Regions from separate parts of the Sus scrofa genome. Here regions 1 and 3 are each linked to region 2. The links are chromatin contacts, called in public HiChIP or PLAC-seq maps. All regions are on one chromosome and are shown on one strand. Each heading gives the region's core, a stretch centred on a gene start, on an enhancer-like site or on the middle of the called end of the contact. The rest is flanking DNA. Distances are from core to core; before and after follow the strand shown.

What was found. HiChIP or PLAC-seq counts read pairs in DNA pulled down with a chosen protein or histone mark.
Region 1: a contact with region 2 is called in an H3K27ac HiChIP or PLAC-seq map of alveolar macrophages. The contact joins two enhancer-like sites. A contact is called at or near these places in 1 of 47 Hi-C or Micro-C datasets (embryonic fibroblasts) and 1 of 2 datasets of contacts at active chromatin or transcription factors (alveolar macrophages).
Region 3: an H3K27ac HiChIP or PLAC-seq map of alveolar macrophages shows a contact between it and region 2. The contact joins two enhancer-like sites. A contact is called at or near these places in 1 of 5 promoter capture datasets (liver), 17 of 47 Hi-C or Micro-C datasets (alveolar macrophages, embryonic fibroblasts, epiblast stem cells and 12 more) and 1 of 2 datasets of contacts at active chromatin or transcription factors (alveolar macrophages).

The regions. Positions count from the first base shown.
Region 1 is chr2:120,089,763-120,093,795 of Sscrofa11.1, forward strand. No RefSeq gene overlaps it. Among named protein-coding and RNA genes, the nearest start is that of LVRN, 26 kb to the right of the region's middle. Within about 2 kb of position 1,894, at least 1 of the 83 cell types and tissues checked has an H3K27ac peak or open chromatin away from gene starts, as enhancers often do. A contact at or near this core is called in alveolar macrophages, where this site is marked.
Region 2 is chr2:120,230,085-120,234,026 of Sscrofa11.1, forward strand. No RefSeq gene overlaps it. Among named protein-coding and RNA genes, the nearest start is that of COMMD10, 6.6 kb to the right of the region's middle. Within about 2 kb of position 1,522, at least 8 of the 83 cell types and tissues checked have an H3K27ac peak or open chromatin away from gene starts, as enhancers often do. A contact at or near this core is called in alveolar macrophages, where this site is marked.
Region 3 is chr2:120,050,114-120,054,450 of Sscrofa11.1, forward strand. No RefSeq gene overlaps it. Among named protein-coding and RNA genes, the nearest start is that of LVRN, 65 kb to the right of the region's middle. Within about 2 kb of position 1,333, at least 1 of the 83 cell types and tissues checked has an H3K27ac peak or open chromatin away from gene starts, as enhancers often do. A contact at or near this core is called in alveolar macrophages, where this site is marked.

The DNA of each region.
Region 1 (4,033 bases), core at 644-3,143, 140 kb before region 2:
AGCCTTCCACCCTCTTGGACAGGTTTCTCTCTAGATCTGCCACAAAGCCACAAAGCCTTCACCCCCAGAGGTGATGGACCCATCATTTACTGAGCTCCATGTCTTTGTCTTTATTCAGCGTTTGGGGAAGTACATCTTTCATTAGTTTCCCAAGAAAGGCCATGGGAAGTAATTTTCTAAGTCCTCGCATACCTGAAAATTTTAGATATTTAGTTTGCTCTTCTGCTTGATCAATATTTTGGCTTGGTATAGAATTCTAAGTTGAAAATAATTTTCACTAAGAATTTTGAAGGAAGTAGCAATGTTGTGATAAATCTGATGCCATCTGATTCCTGTTTATTTGAGCTTTCTCTCTGGAGCCTTTTAAAGATTGTCCTTTTTAGATGCTTTGAAACTCCCAATGAAGTGCCTTGGTGGGAGTCTTGAGTTTTTATTTTTGTTACTGTTTTTCAATTAATTATGCTGGTCATACAGTATGGTCATCCCTCCATATCTATGGGTGATGAGTTCCAGGAGCTACGAGGGATACCAAAATCCATGGATGCTCAAATCCCTTATATAAAAAGGCATAGTATTTGCATATATTTATCATGGACCATTTGGGGCAAGACTGAAGAAGGCTAGCTTCAAGGAACCATCAGTGCAAAGGCCCTGAGGTAGAGACAGGTATGTCATGTTAGAGGAAGAACAAAGAGGTCAATGTAACAGTAAGGGAGTGACTGAGGAGGAAATAGGAAGGGGGAGAACAGAGAGGTAAAAGGAAGACTTTGTGGGAAGCTTTTACTGAGCACAGATGTGTGCCTTCGTAAGGTTTGAAGAAGAATGAAAGGATCTGACTTCAGATTTTGGAGAATCACCCTGGCAACATTAGAAGTGAGGAAACAATTTAGGAAGTTATTCCAATAATCCAGTAGAGACAGAGATGGTGGCCCACACCAGGGTAGCAGCAATAAAGGTGGTGAAAAGTAGTTGGATTTTGGATTCTTTAATTATGTGTTTATTTATTTTATTTTTTTTTATGGCTGCGCTCATGGTATTTGGGAGTTCCTGGACTGGGAATTGAATCTGAGCCACACCTGCAACCCACACCCAGTTGCAGCAACATCAGATCCTTTAACCCACTGCACGAGGTTGAGGATTAAACCCTCGCCTCTGCAGCAGCCTGAGCCACTGCAGTTGGATTCTAAACCCACTGTGCCATAGCAGAAACTCCAGATTCTGGATTTATTTTCAAAACAGAGTCAACAGAATTTCCTGATAAAATGTATGTCAAGTGTAAAAGAAAGAGATGTCAAGGAGGAATCTTAGGTTTGTGGACTGGGTACCTAGAAGGAAGAAATTGCCGTGTGTTAAAGGAATGTATGGAGTTCACTTTGGATGTATTGAGTCTTCCTGTGGCTTAACTCCTGCCTTCTGCTGGGTGCAGTGTCTTAAGGTCAGAACCACTTTAGTTCATTTCTTCCCAGAATAAGCCTCCAGCTCCTTTTGTGTATGTGTGGAGGTGGAGTGAGGGCCAGAAATTTGGTCTTTGGGCCATAAAGAGTGAGTGAAAGGATGTGTGGGGAGCTGTCCTGTCTGTGTTCAACAATGCCTCCTGTTTTTATTCTCACAGCTTATCTGTACCTTCCATGGTAACAGATACCGCAAATCTTAAGCCTTTCTGAGGTTCTATGGAGGTGGATTCCCTTGTTTCTTATTACTCTTTACAGGCTTTGGGGTTTTTTGCTTCCTCAGCCCTTTGAATTGTTCCAGAATTTCATTGACATTTTGTTTCTTCATGCTTCCCTTTTCTCATTCTCATTCTTCATGCTTCCCTTTTCTCATTCTCATGTTATGTGTGTTTGGAGAACAAGAGCATATGATGTGTGCGATCATTTTGTGATGTTGAATTGGCAGTGTGCGTCAGGGGAAAAAAGAAAGCCTTTTAAAAAGCCTACATGATTCTGATGTCATCTCACAGCTTCCAGAACTGTGCGAAGTAAATGTTTGTTTTTTAAGCTATCGGTCTGTGGTATTTTGTTGTAGCAATCTGAGCTAAGACACTAGCCCAATGTCACTTAGCTAGAAAGCCACAGTTTAAGGATTGAAACCCTGACCCGTATAACTTCAGAGCCTGCTCTCTTAACCACTGTGAAGTGTGACCCCTCTGATATATAAATAAAACATTAGGACCCAAATAAATAAATGGTCAAAGAAATAGAATGAAGAGTTAAGTTCTAAAATAATCCAATGGGTGTGAAGAAAAAAAAATCTTCACCCTAACTAATAAGGTTGCACTTTAAACATTTTTAAAATAGTAGTGATAGGCATTCCCACTGTGGCTCAGTGGGTTAAGAACCTGACATAGTGTCCTCAAGGATGCACGTTTGATCCCTGGCCTCACTTAGTGGGTTAAGAATCCACCATTGCCACAGCTGTGGCTAGGATCCATCATTGCTGTGGCTGTGTGGTCTAGGCCAGCAGTTACAGCTCCAATTCGACCCCTAGCCCAGGAACTTCCATATGCAGCAGGTGCAGCTGTAAGAAAGAAAAAAAAAAAAAGGAAATAAAAAATAGTAGTTACAAAAAAAAAAAAAAAGATGAGGCTATCTCTTTTGGCTTAGATATTTTTTTTAATATGTAAATGGCAATAATGCTGTTAAGAGTGGAATTTGTTGGCCCTATAACTCAGCATAAGCAGGCTAGGATTCTGCTGGTGTTCTCCAAGGCTCTTTTGCAGGTTATGGAAGGCAGTAGTCTGTTCCTGTTGGCCTGTGGGCATATGAGGTGTTAAATAGTTTGAATTCCCCTTCCCCATGAAGCTGGAAGACAGTTTAATGACATTTATTTAGAAACATAAAAGTGGTCACATTGTAGTACCCTGTAATTCTACTCCTAAGGATCATTCCTAAGGAAGGAACATAATTCTGCAACTAGAGCTATATTTGATTTCACACTCCTTAGCTTTTCTTGTAATTGCAAACTTTTAGGAATGATATAAATGTACAATGATGAGAGAATGGTTATGTAAACAAATAATCTACAGATGGTAAAGTGATCTTTGTGAAATAGTTACTTGAAGAAAGGCTTATGATATAATTTGAATTCAGTTTAAAAAAGGACTCTAGGGGTTCTCGTCGTGGCGCAGAGGAAACGAATCCGACTAGGAACCATGAGGTTGTGGGTTCGATCCCGGGCCTTGCTCAGTGGGTTAAGGATCTGGCATTGCCATGAGCTGTGGTGTAGGTCACAGAGGAGGCTTGAGGCTTGAATCCAGCATTGCTGTGGCTGTGGTGTAGTCCGGCATCCATAGCTATGATTGGACCCCTAGCCTGGGAACCTCTGTATGCCATGGGTCTGGCCCTAAAAAGCAAAAAAAAAAAAAACAAAAAAAAAAAAAACAAAAAAAAAAAACAAAGACTCTATAAAGATCACTCAGATGGTAAAGTGATCTTTGTGAAATAGTAACTTGAAGAAAGGCTTATGATATAATTTGAATTCAGTTTAAAAAAGGACTCTGTTTTGGTTTTTGGTTTGTTTTTTTAGGCCTGCACTGTGGCATATGGAGATTCCCAGGCTAGGGGTCGAATCAGAGCTACACCTGCCAGCCTGCACCACAGCAAAGGCAGATCTGAGCCGTGTCTGTGACCTATACCACAGCTCATAGCAACGCCAAATCCTTAACTCACTGAGTGAGGCCAGGGATCAAACTTGCATCCTCGTGGATACTAGTCTTGTTTGTTTCCACTGTACCACAACAGGAATTCCTGGGGCTCTATATTGTATATGCTGCATGTTCATAGTTGGGTTTTTTTAGTGGATAGATAGAATAGGTGGAGGGAAACACCCCAAAACGTTCATAATGACATATGTTAGTATGATGGATGCTTTTTTCCCTGTTCTAATTGTCCACAACATGGGTATACTTCATTTAACGTAGAAAAAGTTAGAAAAATAGGCTCTCCTCAAATCAGTTCTTCAGGGATATGTTAAATGGCAAGTAAAACAACATCATTTCTAGCAAACTTTGCACACTTAACTATTATGAGGGCAA
Region 2 (3,942 bases), core at 272-2,771:
AAAAAAGTTGTTTCTTTAACAAAGTTATGTGTGTTCCTAAAATATTCCTTTAAGGCAGGGGTCACAAACTCAAGTGCCTCTCGGATCAGTGACAATATGATTTGTGAAACAAACTATAGATTTTAAGTTGGTAGTATTTTTTCAAAATAAAAATATCTCTGGTCACATTGCCTATGTCATCACTGAGTAGGTCAAAGAAATAAGGAAGCAAAGTATTTCCATAGTCCATTAGGCGTATTCAGACTACAGCTCTCTAGATTATTACCCTTGCAGAGATGAAAAAAAGATTAAGTTATGACCAATTTATTTTTTAAGTGATGTATTTCATTTAAGATAGCATTTATTGATAATCTGCCATTAAAGATTAAGAAATTAGTACTAATTTGTTCAGTTATCTTTGCACATTTTAAATTAGTTCTCTTAGCTATATATTAAATTTACATTTCAAACATTAAAATATTATATTTAATTTCTTAAATATAATTCCCATCTTAACTAAATCTTAATTCTAAATGGATTTAATGTTCACTACATGCCATAGCACTATTCCTGTGTACTTTATTATCTCATGGTTGGCTTCTTTTTGTTTTATTTTTATTTATTTTTTGCTTTTTAGGGCTCTACTTGTGGCATATGGAAGTCCCAGGTTAGGGGTCAAATTGGAGCCGTAGCTGCTGGCCTGCACCACAGCCACAGCAACGTGGGATCCGAGCCTCATCTGCCACCTACACCACAGCTCGTGGCAACTCTGGATCCTTAACCCCCTGAGCAAGGCCAGGAATCAAACCTGAATTCTGATGGATCCTAATTGGGTTCCTTACCACTGAGCCACAATGGGAACTCCCTTTTGGCTTGTTTTTAAACTATCACTTTTCCCAAAAAGAACTCATAAAAGGTGTAAATACAATCATATTTGAGACTGTCTGACTTCTGCTTTAATAATTGAATAACATCATAGCTGGACATAATGTACTTTTCTCAAAACTTTGTAGATTTGCTGGGAGAAGTCTGAGACTGGTTGATTTCTTTCCTCTTGTAAATGACTTACTTTTTCACCTGGATGCCTGAAGGATTTTTTTTTTTTTTAATCCTTGGAATTTGGTAATTTTGTTCCCACATCATCATTCTAGATTAGATTCTTTCAGAAAACAATTTGCTCTTTCATCAAACCCCAGACTCAGGTTTTCCATCACTCTAGGGAAACTGCCTTCCAGTGTCTATTTGTCGTGATTGTCTCTTGGAGGGGAAAGGGACTCCTGAGTCTAAATTTGGTTGCTGTTAAAACTGATGGTGCAACACATGCCCCAAGAAGGTATGACAAGTTTTATTACATCATGTGGCTTTCTGGGGAGAGCAGTAGAAACTCCTGACAGGTCCAAAAGCAGCTGGAGAGGGCGACTGGCTTTATGATGATTAGGGAGTGGGGCCTCACTGAGGGTTCCCCACACAGTTGTGGAAGTTTGTGTGGTTTGTGTGGGTTTGAACGTTCTCCCAGCGCCAAAGGAGGGAGCAACGGAGCTTCCTGTCACTGTGCCCAGATGTGGGTCAGAAGGGAAGAGGGAGTGATGGGGGCTGGGAAGCTGTCAGCACTCACGTCAAAAACGGAGTCAGGCTCTATTACAGTAATTGAGTGTGTTTTTGTGTCTCTGTTCAGTTCTTGGCTTGAAGACACAATTATCTTCATATTGGCTTTTCTTTGTTCGCAGTATCTCCTTTGTGTTTGTCTCTTTCCTGGCATTTGCTGTGAATGGTCCTTCTTTTCTGTCAATAATTCAATTTGTAATTGTGCCTCGTCTCTTCCTTTCATTTTGTTATTTCTTTATCAGTTAGGAAATGGTGTGCTTTTAGTCCACAATTTCTTTTTTTTTTTCTTTCTTTCATTCACAATGCCTTTCATTGGCTAGTTTTGTTGTTTCATCAAGTGTTATTTTAGTTCTTGTGCCACTGAATTTCTTTTCACAGTAACTTCTACCCTGAGCGTTCGCATGGCATTTTTCTTTTGTCTCTGAGGTTACATTTTATTCCAGATTGAACTTTTCATCTATTTCTTGTATGCTGTGTACCTCTCTTTCCTGTATTTTTCGGCATGATGATTGCATAGTTATGCCCTGTCTTCTCACCCTCCTTGGGTTGAATGTGGACAGCTCTGGCCAGACCTCTGCTTCCTCTGATGTAATAATGCCAGTCTCCTTAGTTCCTTCGCCTGTTACCCTGAGATCTGTTTTTCCATCTAAAGGGCTCAGAGGTGCATTTGCTCTACATTTTTTTTTTTTTAAACAAAAGCTTAACGGGAACTGGGGCTGAGGGGGACTCTTGTTGTGGATTTAATTTTCATTTTCTCATCTCTGAGGTTTAGTTCCCTATCCTATATCAGGATTCACTCTACCTGGTAGGGGCGTGTGCAGCCCGTGAGGGCAGATACCCCTTCATTAGCTGTGGTGCCCCAGAGCTTCTGCTTCCTCTGAAGTCAGACCTGGTTGTTCACGTCCTCATTTCACTCTTTCACTTCCACCTGGTATGAGGGAAGGGTTGGGATGCCTGTGGGTTTCAGCCGGTGTCACCAGTGAGGTGGGGGGTGGGCAGAGGAAAGGCTTTTTTCACTGGGCTCCAGTGTAACCTTTTCCACTGGCTATTCTCAGCAGGATATCTTTTCTTCTTATCTTATCTTCAGATTTCCAGCTTGACATTCATCATCTGGGATATTAGATATAGTTTTGTTTTATTCTGCCTCATTGCTCTACTTTTTCCCTCCCTAAGAGACACCAGAAGCCTGATTCCTGCAGGTCCCTCCACTCTCCAGGGCATCCTGCATCTGCCCTCACAGACATGGATTCTCAGGGATGTCCCATGACTCCCCCTTGGCTGACTATTGACCCCTTTCTGCTCCTCACCAAGCTGGGGGGTATAAGCAGAATTCTCCTGGCTTTGTGGATGTCTTTTTTTTTTTTTTTTTTTTTTTTTAATTTTAAGGCCACACTCAAGGCATATGGAAGTTCCCAGGCTGGGGATCAAATCAGAACTGCAGCTGACGGCCTATACCACAGCCACAGCAATGCCACATCTGAGCCACATCTGCCACCTTGTGGCAAGGCCAGATCCTTTAACCCAACGAGCAAGGCCAGGGATCGAACCAGCATCCTCATGGATACTAGTTGGGTTTGTGATCCACTGAGCCACAGTGGGAACTCCCTAGTCAGGTTCTTAACCTGCTGAGCCACAATGGGAACTCCTTTGTCTTCTTCTCCTAGCACTATTTCAGCAATTGGGGATCACATTAGCCAGTGCTGTTGTTCTTTCTTTCCTTGGCAGATGCTTTTTCAAGTGTGTTATTAAAAAATGATTCTTTCCCTGTTTGCTGTGGATGAGTGGATTTTTTTTTTCTGTTCCCTATTTGCAGTGTTGATTATTTTCATTTCCTTCACTAGCCATTGGGTAAAAGGGAATCTGGAATCGTGCCTCTGTGGACATGTCTATATGGGAAACACTATCTAATTCTTTTCAAATGGCGCTCATTGGTGAAAATTACTGAAGAAACCACTCAATATTTCACACATCCTGTGTGTAAATATCAGTCCTGTTAATGGCACAGAGCTCTGAGAGGTTGAGTGGAGGAACATTGGGTGCAAATTAACATGGAGGGGTGATAATTTGAGATGGTTTTCAACTTTGAGTTTGAGAATAGATTGGAAAAGGGGTCTGTTCCTATACCACAAGTATATTTTTGTTACATTTTGATAAAAGTTTCCCTCCCATACCTTTCCCCATCCTCCATTCAGTTAAGTGTGGGTGAACATAAATACTGTTTGAATGGAGAAATGTGGCCTGCACCCTTGATACCATTGCTTCTTTCCTTTCTTCCTCCCTCCCTCTTTTCCTTTCTTTCTTTCTTCCTTCCTTCCCTCCCTGCTTTCTTTTTCTTTCCTTTCTTTTTATTTTCCCCCC
Region 3 (4,337 bases), core at 83-2,582, 180 kb before region 2:
AAGGAAATTGAAGAAGACAAAAATAAATGGAAGGTTGTGGGTTCGAGGAATTAAAATTGTTAAAACGTCTATACTATACAAAGTTATCTATATTCTGACTGGTTATTTTTCACCATTGCTAGAATATACTGCACTATAATTTATGATGTCACTAATTAGCATCTTTGCATTTCAGCTTGAAGAACTTCTTTCAGCATTTCCTGCAAGGCAGGTCAACGGGCGATGAACTCCCTCAGTTTTTGTTTGTTTGGGAAAGCCTTTATTTCTCCTTCATATCTGAAGGATAAATGCCAGATAAAGTATTCTTGGCTGGCATTTTTATCTTTGAGCACTTTGAATATGTATTTCACTCTTCTGGCCCATACTATTTCTGCTGAGAAATTTGCTGATAGCCTGGTAAGAGTTCCTTTGTAGGTTACTCCACACCCACCCTCCCCAGCTGCCGTTAAGATTCTTTATCATTGATTCTTGACAATTTCATTATAACATGTCTTGGGAAGTTCTTTTTGAATTGAGATAATAATGTGTTCTTTTAGCTTTCTGGACTTGTATGTCCATTTTCTTCCCCAGGGTTTGTAAGTTCTTAGCTATTATTTCTCTAATTATACTCTCTGTTCCCTCCTCCACTCTTCTCCTTCTGATAGACCAGTTATTCTTTTATTTATTTGTTTCCTCGTAAATGATATTTCTCATAGGGTTTTATTTTTGCTTCTTAAAAATCTTAGTTTGTCTTAAATCTGAGTCATTTTTACATTCTTATCCTCCAGGTTGCTAATTCCTCTTTGATCTTCCTGCCCTACTTCCTGAGTTCTCTAATATAGTCTTCATCAGATTCACTGACTTTTTTCAGCTCCAGAATTTGTCTGGTTCTTTTTTTGGCCACTCCCATGGCATGAAGAAGTTCCTGGGCCAGGGATTGAATCTGCACCACAGCAGGGACCTGAGTCACTATAGTGACAATGCCAGATCCTTAACCCACTATATCACAATGGAAATCCTGTTTTTTTTTAAATTTCAGTCTCTTTGCTAAATAACTCCTTCTATTTATTAATTTTGTTCCTGAGTTCATTTAATTGCCTTTCTGAGTTTTCTTGTAGCTAATTGAATCTCTTCATAACAGTGCTTTTGAATACTTTATCAATTAGATTGCAGTCTTCTGTGCCCTTGGGTTCAGTGACTAGAGAATTATTTTCTTTTTGTTATACAATATTACCATGATTTTTCATTGTGTTTGATGAAGTGTGCCTGTGTAGTTTCATTTGAAGTAGCACATCCCTTTCTTGTTCACTTTGTTCAGTTAAACCAATTGGTAATTAGAAATTTTGTTTTCCACACGGTGGCGCTGTAGGTCAAACCTTTGGCTCTCCTTACCTGAACTAGCTCTGGAGCTGCACCTAAGAGTCACCCAAATTAAAAACAAAAACAAAACAAAACAAACAAACAACAGCAAAAACTGTCAAAGAAAAAGCTAGTGGCAGAGTAGGGGGAAGTGTGGGCTGGCACTGGGGGCTTTGTGGATGCCCATTGCCCAGTAGGAAGATCCTCTAGTGAGGCTACTGCTGCTGAAATCCTGAAGCAGATAGCGGGGCACTTTTTCTTTTAATGACCTTTGTTATACTTGTCTGCCTCATATGCTTTCCTTTCCTCTCTTCAAGTCAGAGTTTCTTCCTCAGAAATTACATGCTGCTGGTAAGAAACTGGTCCATCCTGCTGCAGCTTGTGCAGCCTAGAGGTCAGTCATTCACTCCTTTTGCTTTCCACCTCCACTATGAGGGGAGTCACCACTGTCACTGCTGAGGAAAGCCTGGGGAATGTGGTGTCACCCTGCGGAAGGAGAGCTGACTTTTTGAGGTTCTCCTTCTTCTCTGCCTCTCACCTCATCTCTCTACTGCTCCAATGACAATCCTGATTCTCCTGTCATGCTTTTTGGACTTCCACAAATTCATTAACTCCCTTGCTTGTCTCCCTTGTTTTTCACTCTCCAGTTTTGCCTCTCCTTCCCCAGCACCCATTCTCCTCCACCACCATGTTCTATTGTAATGCGAAGAGGCACTTTTGTTTGGTTATAAATAACAGGAGAGAGAAAAAAGGAACAACTCATGCCACCATGATGCTGACATCAACCCCTGCCGTACCCAAGCCATCTATAGATTCAATGCATTCCCTATTAAAATTCCAGTGACATTTTCCACAGAAATACAGGAAAAAGAAAAACAGTCCTAAAAGGTGAATAGGATCACAGAAGACCCCACATAGCTAAACCAATCCTCAGAAAGAACAAAGCCAGAGGCACCACACATTCAGATTCCAAACTACATTACAAAGCTATAGTAAGTAAAATAGTATGTAACTGGCATAAAAATAGACACAGAGATCAATGGAACAGAATAGAGAATCCAGAATTAAACCCCTAAATATACAGTCAACTAATATTTGACAGAGGAACCAAGAAAACCCAGTGGGTAAAGGAGAATCTCTTCAACAAATGGTGCTGGGAAAATTGGATAACCAGAAAAATGAAACTGGACCCCTATCTTCCACCACTCACAAAAATTAACTCAAAATGGATCCAAGACTTAAACATAAGCCCTGATACCATAAAACTCCCAGAATAAAACACATGGAAGAAGCTCCTTAACATTAGCCTTGGTGATGATTTGGGGGAGTATGACACCAAAAGCACAAATAACAAAGGTAAAAATCAACAACCCACTCAAATGGTAAAAATCAAAAGGGAAACATCAATCAACAGACTTAAAAGCTTCTACACAGCAAAAAAAAAAAAAAAAAAAAAAAAAAAAAAAGAATCAATAAAATGAAAAGGCAACATACAGGATGAGAAAAAAATATTAGAAAACCGTATATCAGAAGAGGGTTACAACTAAATAACAACAATAGCAACAAAAAAAAAACCTGATTAAAAATAGGCAGAAGAACTAAATAGACACTTTCCAAAGAAGCTGTCCAGATAGCCAACAGGTACATGAAAAAATGATCAACATCACTAATCCAAGGAAAATGCAAAAGCACAGTGAGGAGATATTTGCACTCTCATGTTTGTTACAGTGTTAATCACAATAGCCAAGATATAGAAACAACCTAAGTACCGTGGAAGCATGAAAGAATAATTAAGTTGTGGTACACAAACATGTATTCTTTAGCTGGGAGAAGAAGGAAATCCTGTCATTTGTAGCAGCATCGATCTTGAGGGCATTATGCTGAGTGTGATAAGTCAGGCAAAGAAAGACAAATGCTAGGTATGATATCACCTGTGTATGGAATCTAAAAAAAGCTGAATTCATAAAAGCAGAGAATAAAATGGTGGTTACCAGATGCTGAAGGATTGGGGAATAGAGAGATGTCCTTCAAAGGTACAAATTTGCAACTAGTAGGTAAATAAGTCCTGGAGATCTAATGTACAGGATTGTGGTTTAGATAACAATATTGTATTATAAACCTCACGTTGCTAATAGACTAGATTATAATTACTCCCAGCACAAGAAAGAAATCCTAAGTATGTGATGTGATAGAGGAGCTGGCTTCGGTGACAATCACATAAATATATCAAATCAACTTTTTGTACACCTTAAGCTTTCACAGTTATATATTATGTTATATGTTAAATATATTTCAATTTAAAAAAGAATTGATAGGACTGGAAAAAGGAGAAGGAAACTCATTGACCTCGCCTATTTTACCCATCCGTACCTTAGCAATTCCCCTCACTTTGAGCTCATTATAAAATAAACCTTTGGCAGCGTTAAAAAGAATCCCCTGCACTGCAGATACCATGATGATTAATTGCATGGCCTCTAGAGTCAAATCACCTGCTTTTTAATTCTCAGTCCCTCTTAAGCCTCAGTTTTCTCATGTGTAAGTGGAATACCAATGGTCCTTACCTCACAGAATTGCTGGAGTGACTGCATGAACAATTCCGTGTAATGTGCCCAGCATAGTGCCAAACATAAGGCTGGCATTGAATGAAATGATTGCTTAAAATTTTTTTTATGTGTTTTTGCGCCGGGGGGAAATACATGCAAATTCAGAAGGAGCCTGTCTGGCTAGTAGGGAATATTTTTCACTCTCAAGGGCTTGTTCTGTTTGAAACATTGCCCTTCTGGGACTTTTTCTTTCAGACACCTTCCTCAACTATTCAAGGTCCTGAATTTGGGGCTGCTAAGACCCCTCGTCACCCTTATACCAACCTCCCCTAGGGTTGGGAAAGTTCTGCACATTGCAACACGGAAAGTAAGATCAGAGTATATTCCGCAGTAAAACTATCTTAATTTCAGATGGCAGGAACTCTAATTATTATGTTCAAAACCCTCTTTGTAATG